2 separate regions of the Gossypium arboreum genome follow, and region 2 is linked to region 1. A link is a contact called in public Hi-C data. All regions are on one chromosome and are shown on one strand. The core of a region is the stretch at or near the end of the contact, and the rest is flanking DNA. Distances in the headings are between cores, read along the strand shown. Region 1 has its middle 13 kb from the start of LOC128283459. Region 2 holds the start of LOC108471198 (L10-interacting MYB domain-containing protein-like).

Region 1 (4,670 bases), core at 1,198-3,697:
GGTTTAAAAAATAAAAAATAATTGAGAATAAAATAAAGAGGTGTGGACGTGGTGGTATTCACGTGAAGTTGTCCACTGCTTAGTTGGCGTGCGTTACAATTTATCTCTTAAAACCCACCCCTACTTTTTGTTCATTTCCGCTTTATATTAGCCCTTAAAATGCCCATTTTCTTCCTCTTTTTTTTTTAATTTATCATTAATTAAATATAATTACACCTTTTTTCGTTTTTAATTATAATCAAATTTATTTTATATATCTCTTAGTTTTAATTATGATTTATTATTTGATTTTTCACAATTATAATAATTTATTATGGGTTTATGATTTATATATATGTAAAAGAAAATATCACCAGATTAATGCGTATATAAATATTTTGATGAAAAAAATTCTGTCAAATTACCAGCAATTTAATCACATTTATGTTTTGTAAGAATAAATTATTCTACTACTAAAATATGCATAATCTTTAATGATTAGTGATGATAGTGATAAAACTTGTTGGTTAAGGTTGTTGTTTTTTCTTCCTAATAATTTCTTTTAATTAAAATTATTAAAAATTTTCAAACATTTTAAAAAATCAACCCAAGGCTGCTTCTAATTGTCAGTGGATGGAAAAATATGATATCTTATTTTGTTAATAAGTATATATACATAAAATTGTATTTAACTAATTTAATAAGAGAGATTGTTTTATTCTTTTTATTTTTGTGAATTATAAGAGAAGAGTAAATGTTTAACAATAACACGATTAGTGTGACTTGAACCTAAATTATATATGAAGCAATGAACCCTAAATATTTTAAAAATAATATAAAAAATTGAGACACAATATGATGAGATATTTTTTAAAAAGATATATATAGTTTGATGTTTAAATAGATGAAGTTGAATTACTTCAAATATTCCCATAACAGATCACACCCATGACTATCCTTATCATTAATGCTTCTTATGAAAGATATAAGAATTTGATGGATTTTTTTAATTATTATTATCATTATGATTTCTAAGGTGTCCATTAATCATTGGGTTGTTGTTTTCTTAGTTAATCTTCTAAAACTTCACTAATTAGACAGCAGTAAAAAATAACAAATACATAAGTTAATATTAAAATAGTTTATTCATAGTCCTCCTCAATCTATAAATAAGAAGATAATATATTTTAATACACTTAAATTCACATCCTCCTACATTAATACTAATATATATGTCAATTAAGTTAATATTCAATCCATCAAAATAAACGTGAATATTAAAGATAGGTATACTTACGTTTTCTAATACAAATATGAATCTAAATATTTAATAATATTATTAATTATTTTTAAGTGTGAAATGAAAAGGATGTGATAGGGACGGGGCGACACCATGAAGAAGAAATAGCAGATAAATTTCATGCGGGACAAAAAGAACAGGAAAAATAAAAAAGACGTAAAGAGTAACAAAATAAACAGCTTTTTTTACTCTCTTTTTTTCTTTTATCATTCCTCTTCCGTCACCATTGCGTAAATATAAACTTTCATATAAAGCATTCATACGAAATGGAATCGATTTTATTTATTATATTTATAAATATTAAAACTTAAATTTATTGATATTTTTATATTTAATATCGTATTGATATAATGTCTACATATTATAAAATTAAATTTATTATTAGACTAATATAAAATATTTTACATTAATTTTTCGTCACTCAACTAACGACAACTAATAGAGAATGACTAAAGTATTTAATTTTAAAGAATATAATAATTAAATTAAAAAATTATATTTAAGTGACTAAAATAGAAGAAAAGTAATAATTTAGTTATATTTTTTTGTGCTTTACCCTTTTTATAAGAAAATCTTGCAAATCATACACAAATTTTACATATTTCAAGGTAAAGTTGGGTTGTTAAATTGGGACAAACATGGCCCCAACTTGTTAAGTTGGACTTTCATGGATTTACTAGGCCTTGTAGTTATAAATATGTTAGTACGTAATATATATATATATATATATATATATTAAATACTCCAAATTCAAGGTATATATATGTGTTTATGTGATTTAGATTTGAGTTAGATCTAAATTACTACTTAAATAAATGGATACATTATTAATATTTTACTTATCACAAAGCAATTGGGTTTATAATTTTAGTATTATCTGTAATTAGTTGCACCACATAGTTAGGACCAACAATTTTCACAACATCTAAAAACAAGTTGGCAAGAGTTTGGACATCTGAAATCATGTTGGATGCATCAATGGATTTGATAAAGCATAATCCTTTTGGATAATGCACTAGAACTTTATCTCATATCAGTCCAATTAAAAGAACAATATAAGTCCAACTAAAACATCACCTCAGGTGACCAGTAACAGTAGGGACATCAAAAAGCGAAAGTAGATCTAATCTCAAATTTGGGATGTCCGGAGACTGGAATAGAGATGGCAAGCCGAAGTCGAAGGGATCGGTGGTTGAGGGAGACGAACAGGAAAGAAGACTGAAGACTGAGGCAGAAGTAGGTCTGGGTCACGTGTGTGTGTTTTAGTTTTTGCTTTTTAATTATATTTGATTTTATTTTTTATTTGGGTTAAATGCATTTGCTTAATAGGTTGATTGAGCTTTTATTTCAGGCTTGACCCAGCCTGAAGAAGCTTTAATTTTTGAAAAATCGGCCTGAATAATTTTTTACTGGTTTTTTGGTTCGTGGTTTAACCACGGTTTTTCTTGATTTACAATCTAATTGGTTTTTTTCTAGTGTTCGGATAAAACTGATTCAGTTCAGGCATCATTAGCTATAAAGAGTTAATCTGATTCATACATATTCTAGTTGCTAACTAGGTGATGGATACAAACGAATTATTTTAGCTGTTTGGATTTTTTTTAATTCATCGTGACATTTAGAAGAAGAAGAAGTAATATTAATAATATTAGACTAGTATTTTTAAAAAAATTGATGCCCTTCAATCACTTTTTTAGCTGCTGCAGCCAATGCTAACAAAAAACAATAAGTAAAACAGTGAACATAATAAGTATATCGACATTTATTCAAAAGGCAAGCTTATAAGCCATTAAATCCCCCCACACATATTGTTTTTTCCATTGTAACCTTGATCTCACATATTTTGTATGTCAAAACTAGTTGTAAGAGAACATTAAAAATCTCATTTTCAAAGTCATTGTTGTAATATCTTTAACATGGACTATATAAAAAACCATTCTTTTACCTATAATTGTTTATAAAAAAAACTCAAAACAATTTTCAGTTGCTTTTTTTTTTTTTAACTTGTCTCTCACTTTATCTACAAAAATGTAGAACTTTATCACCAATATATTCACTAATTACATTATGAACTCTATCAACATAAATTTGCAACATATTTTTCCACATTGTTGAAAAAGTAAATGTAGCATTTTGTGGAGCACTTTTCAAAATATCTTCATCTTTTTTATCATAAGATGCTAATAGCAATAACAATTCAAGAAAGTTTTCACGATTTTTTTATCTCGAGCTTTCATCATAGGCTCTAAAAGCAGAACTGATACATGCACGAATGGGATGAAATTTAATAAATTTCATTCACCAAAGCTGCCAATTTTTAAGTTTGGGAAATCAGTAGACGTGTGACAACTTTTTGGATGGTATCTAGGCATTTCTGGATTGAGATGTCTTATGGTGTTCAAAGACCTAACTCTTAGTTTCGAAACACACTTTAAATCACTCGATTTTGAGTTCGGGAGCTCAAGTTATGATCATTTTAGTGAAGACTGTGCGAGCAGAATTTCTGGACGGGATTATGATGGGAATTACGAGTTTCGGGCATTTAACTCAAGTTTAAGTCATATTGGATTCGGGTTTTGGGCTTAATTTTTATTATATATGAGTCTAATATTGTATTTATCAACTCTTATTCTTTTATTATTCTGAATTTTTAATAATTATTAAGTAGTTTAAGTTATTTAGGAGTTTTATGTCAACAAAAAGTTTAGTTTAAAACTACTTCTTGTTCAGATTAATTCGAGTTCTAGTATACTTAAGAGTTTTATTTAAATTTATTTAGCTAACTTATATATATGCCTTTGCATTGTACACAAATTAGACAATTGTTGTTATTAATAAAGTTTTCAACTTTGAGAGGTTGTTTCTTTGTGTAATATTTCTTTATTATGATTTTTAGAAGTAGTTTTCTTCTCGATTTTCTTCAAGGAGTCGTGAGAATTCATTCTTCACCCTTCAATTTTCCAAGGATTATTTCATGGAGGGTTGATTAGAGTCATTAATTGAGTTTGTTGGAATTTATATCTCAAAGGGTTCAATTGGACATTTATCCTTCTATCCATCATATCCATCGGTTTACTCGTCCATCTTCGATTTCGTTCTTTTTTAATTTCTATTTCTTATTTATTTATAATTTTTTATTTGTTTTTTATTCTCGAATTTCTTCTTTTACTATGTTCGATTTCTCTATTACTACATTTTTTTATTTCTTCTTTTCAGATCATATCCAAATCTTTCCTTCTTGAGTCAAACGACTTGAATTCGATCCTTTTACCGCTTCCTCCGCTCCAATTCCGTATCAACAACCCTGAAATGTCAACCATCAAACAACATATATACAAGTTTTTAGATGTAGATAAATTAGTTGTAAATTGTTATGTTATTTGCCTATTAA
Region 2 (4,240 bases), core at 1,185-3,684, 41 kb after region 1:
CGAACGCCACACGGCCTGAGACATGAGCATGTGTCTCAGCTGTGTGATCCTTGTAGTTTGAAAATTTTCATCTTTTTCTAAAAATTCTATATGTTTCCAATTTAGTCCCAACTTGATTCTAATGTGTTTTTAAGGTCTCGAGGGCTCATATAAGGGACAATATGTATGATATTGATTGACTTTTCTATGATTGATGTTGAATTATTAAATGATTAAATTTTTGATAGTTTTGAAATTTAAACTCCGATAATGCTCCGAACCTTATTCCGGCGACGGATATGGTTAGGGGTGTTACAAAATGGGCCTAAATGAAAATTTCAAAAAAATGGGCGAACATAGCCTACCTGACCTACCTATATGTCCTACACGACTTACCAAAATTGCTCATGCAATCATACATGCTCGTGTGCTCCACACAGCTTGGCACACGGTCGATCACACCTCCTGGTACACGGCCAACCACACACCCGTGTGGTGCACAAGGGCTAATACACGGCCAGCCACACGGCCATGTGACGCAGAGTAGTTCCAAAAACAACCTTTATTTTTGAGCTTTTCTGAGTTCTAATCGAAGTTTCGGGTTAGATTCACACACCTGATGTTATTTCTGATTAGCCACAGAACAGAGCACTCCTGAATCCTACATACGACATTAAATCATACTAATTAACAACCATGAATTAGACTAATAATTAACTTTCTCTTTACTAAAAACAACCCCCAAAACTGGTATTTGAATACTTACCCTGAAGAAAACGGTGATTTAATGGCAGCCTTTATCAGTACTTAACTTGCTAGAGGATCGTTGTTCGTCTCACAACACACTCTTATCAGTACTAAAATGAGCAGACTCAACATAAAAACTATTAAGATAAAGAAAATGAATCTTTCTAACTCCATGCGAACTAAAGAAAAATACTACATTACTACAGTAGAATAACAACCAACACTTACCCATAAGATGATTAAAAGATTGAGAATGCAAAAGTATGACACACCAAAATGATAAAAGAAAAATAGAAGAGATGGCAGTAAGAGAAAGTGAAAAGAACAAAAACAATTTTTCCTTATTAACCAAAGTTTACAGTAAAAAAAAGAAAGAAGAAAAGATGTGGATAAAGTGGAAAACTTTGGACAAAAGGAGTGGGGGAATGGGAGAGAGAGGAACGTAAGAGAGATTTTTGGATTAATTCAGAACTACCGACATCCCATTAAATCACATTAACTAATCACCAATCAGATTCTCTCAGAGTTCAAAATAAAAACAATTTTCACTTTGCACACATGAGGACTTAAACACAAAATCAAAGGGTAAGCTGAAGTTTTATCAATGAACCAGCAACCTCATTATTGTCAACAATTAAGCGAAAATAATTTATAAACTAGATGTTCAAAGATAAGGGTTTAGGTAAAAATTAGCAAAAATGCAAGTCAAATGATTCACACTTAGAACTTCACTCACACAGGTATAACACTTAACTAATGAACTAGATCACTTCATTTGTCATAATTCTCACAACCTTTACTCAAAAACATGATGTGACCACTCTTGGTCTTACTAACCCAATTTCTTCAAACATGCTTTTTGGGATGTGACACATTCTTTAGAGGTTACAATAGGATAAATTTGAAGGGGTTATGGACATCCATTTATTAATGAATTTACAACACTTTGAGTGTAGTAATTACTCCAATTCTTACTCTCCCCTTAAGAATTGAAAAGTGTAATTAGAGTACTCCAATTACATTCAATTCGATAGGGCCCATCAATTATAATAGTTACCCAAACATGTCATCATCGTGTAATTATAAGCAATTACACCAAAATTTAATTATCAGGTAGCTTTCCAAACACTACCTTACATAATCTTAAAACATTTCTATTTTAGAAAAAAAATTATGGTGTTTAAGTAAAAAAGATATAATATTAAATTTAGACCTTAAAGTTTACATATTTTGTTAATTTGACCTTCATTCTTTCTTTTAGCTAAATTTGACAATTAAACCTTCAAAAAGGTTAAATCGTTTTTGAAATAGAAATGATAACTAAAATATTAAAATTTTAACTATGTTGGCATGGCAATCCATGTATACTTCAGGTGATATAACACATATTATTTTATATACCATGTTAACAAATAATTTAAAATTATAAAAATATTTAAAAATATATAAAAATTCGTAAAAATTAACTTGAATTATATGTAGATTGCCATGTGAGTTGTCATTTAAAAAAATAACATTTTAGTCAATTTTTCTATTAAGAAACAGCAATTCAACACTTTTCAAAGATAAAATGATTTTTTTAAGAGATTAAGGGTCAAATTTAGTTTAAAAAAAAAAAGCCAATGATAAAAGATGTAAACATAGAAGAGTAAATATGATATTATACGTAAAAAACCAATTTCCTTTCTTTTCTTTCTCAATTTTCAGCCAAACGAGACGTTAACAGCTCCACGTGGCATAATCGGGCATTGCGTTCAAACGCAATCCCAAACGAAATTCGCAATTCCATCTCGTGACCGCGTTTGGGACCAAAACGTCCATCAACGCACGCGTTTGGGCAACCGCAACAAAGTTCTCTTTCCCAGATTCATCACTTTCTCTCCAACAAAAATCTCAATTCTCTTCCCTTTATTTCATGCATTAAACCATAGATTTTTCATCCTCATTTTGACCCAAGGTACCATTTTTCTTTTCGTTTGTTTCTTCTTTATCAACCCACCAATTTGGGGTTTAAATTTCGTCCGTGATGATAAAAATAGATTCTTTTGTGTTTTTCATTTCTGGGTTTTTTATTTTAATGCTTTTTGATTAATGGATTTTGGTTATGTTGTGTTGCTCTGCAATTTTCCTCCAATGGGTTTGTTTTTTTCCGTGTTATTTTTTCATGGCTTGAACAATGAAGAGCTAATTATTTTATTTATCTAATTATTAATGTATTATTTTAGGGTTTCAAGAGTGACTATTATATTCACTTATTTTTTTTTCCCTTGTTGCGTGTCTATCTGTGTTTCAGCATGTATGTAAGAATGAGAGTATATTTATGTATGAATGTGCCTTTTTTATGTCTTCATGTACGAATTAGTGTATTTATTTATGCATAAACGTGTCTTTTGTATGTAAGTAAATGCCTCTGGGTCTGTTATACATACATACATACATACATACATTAATGTATGTATGTATGTATGTATGTATAGAGGAGTGTTACTATTTTGTAAGAGTATTGAACCAAGTTCAACTCTTTGATTCGAGGACATGGATGCACCTAGTATTGGGAACCATATGTGTATCTGCAAACCTACAACTTTTGCATGCGAATGTGAGCGATTGATGCTACTGTGAGTATGTGGCTGTATATAAACGAATCTGGAATCTTATTGGCTTGGTCACTATCGGATATGTTTGGTTGGTTGAACTGTGATTCTCTGATTAAAGTATATTTTTGTTCGGAAACGGAAATGGCTTATACTTTGATGATCTTAAGTTCTTAATAGATGATTTTTTTTTTCTATTTCTTTTGTGTTTCTATAACTGGCTTGTTTGTATGATTCTTTTTCTCTTTTAATTTTGAAAAACTTTGTTATAGATGAAGAATGCTCGAATTCTTACGGTAGAGGTTCCTCGAGGTAGGAGTAATGAAAAAATCAAGGCAGTATGGGACAGGAACTTAACGATGATATTCTGTGATCTTTGCATAAAGGAAAAAGATCATAATTGTAGGCGAGGAACTTACTTTAAAAAGGAAGGGTGGTCGAGGTTGGTTGCGAATTTTAACAAAGAAACTGGTAAAGAATATGAAAAGTCGCAGCTGAAGAATCGATGGGATCTACTGAAAAAAGAATGGAAGCTATGGAAACAGCTCAAAGGGAATGATACCTGTTTGGGTTGGGATCCTAATAAGAACAATATCGATACTTCAGAGGCATGGTGGGAAAAAAAGTTAAAGGTACATGATTGATTTTCATAACGAAGATTTTATTAATCCTTTTTTCTATTTTCTCGTATATAAGATCAATAACACTCATGTATAAATGTGCAGCTAATGCCTGAGGCTACAAAGTTCAAAAATGGTGGTATTGATCCAGAATTAGAAAACAAATTAGATTGGATGTTTCAGGGTATCAATGACGACGTAACTTTCACACCCACATTTGGTCTACCGTCGATTGATGGAACTGATGATGATGAACCGCCTAAAGTAGAGGTTGAGGAGGTTGTCGCTGTAGAAGATATT

Evidence for each region. Hi-C and Micro-C count contacts between places; a contact is called where the count stands out from the background.
Region 2: a Hi-C map of leaf shows a contact between it and region 1, with 2.6 times the contacts expected there. The contact joins the promoter of LOC108471198 here to the enhancer-like site in region 1. A contact is called at or near these places in 2 of 5 Hi-C or Micro-C datasets (both in leaf).

The regions. Positions count from the first base shown.
Region 1 is chr11:118,010,219-118,014,888 of ASM2569848v2, forward strand. No RefSeq gene overlaps it. Among protein-coding and RNA genes, the nearest start is that of LOC128283459, 13 kb to the right of the region's middle. Within about 2 kb of position 2,448, at least 2 of the 2 cell types and tissues checked have an H3K27ac peak or open chromatin away from gene starts, as enhancers often do. A contact at or near this core is called in leaf, where this site is marked.
Region 2 is chr11:118,050,779-118,055,018 of ASM2569848v2, forward strand. LOC108471198 (L10-interacting MYB domain-containing protein-like) reads left to right here and starts at 2,435. Exons shown (of 3, transcript XM_017772806.2): 1 at 2,435-2,683; 2 at 3,593-3,952; 3 at 4,046-4,240. The coding sequence starts at 3,593.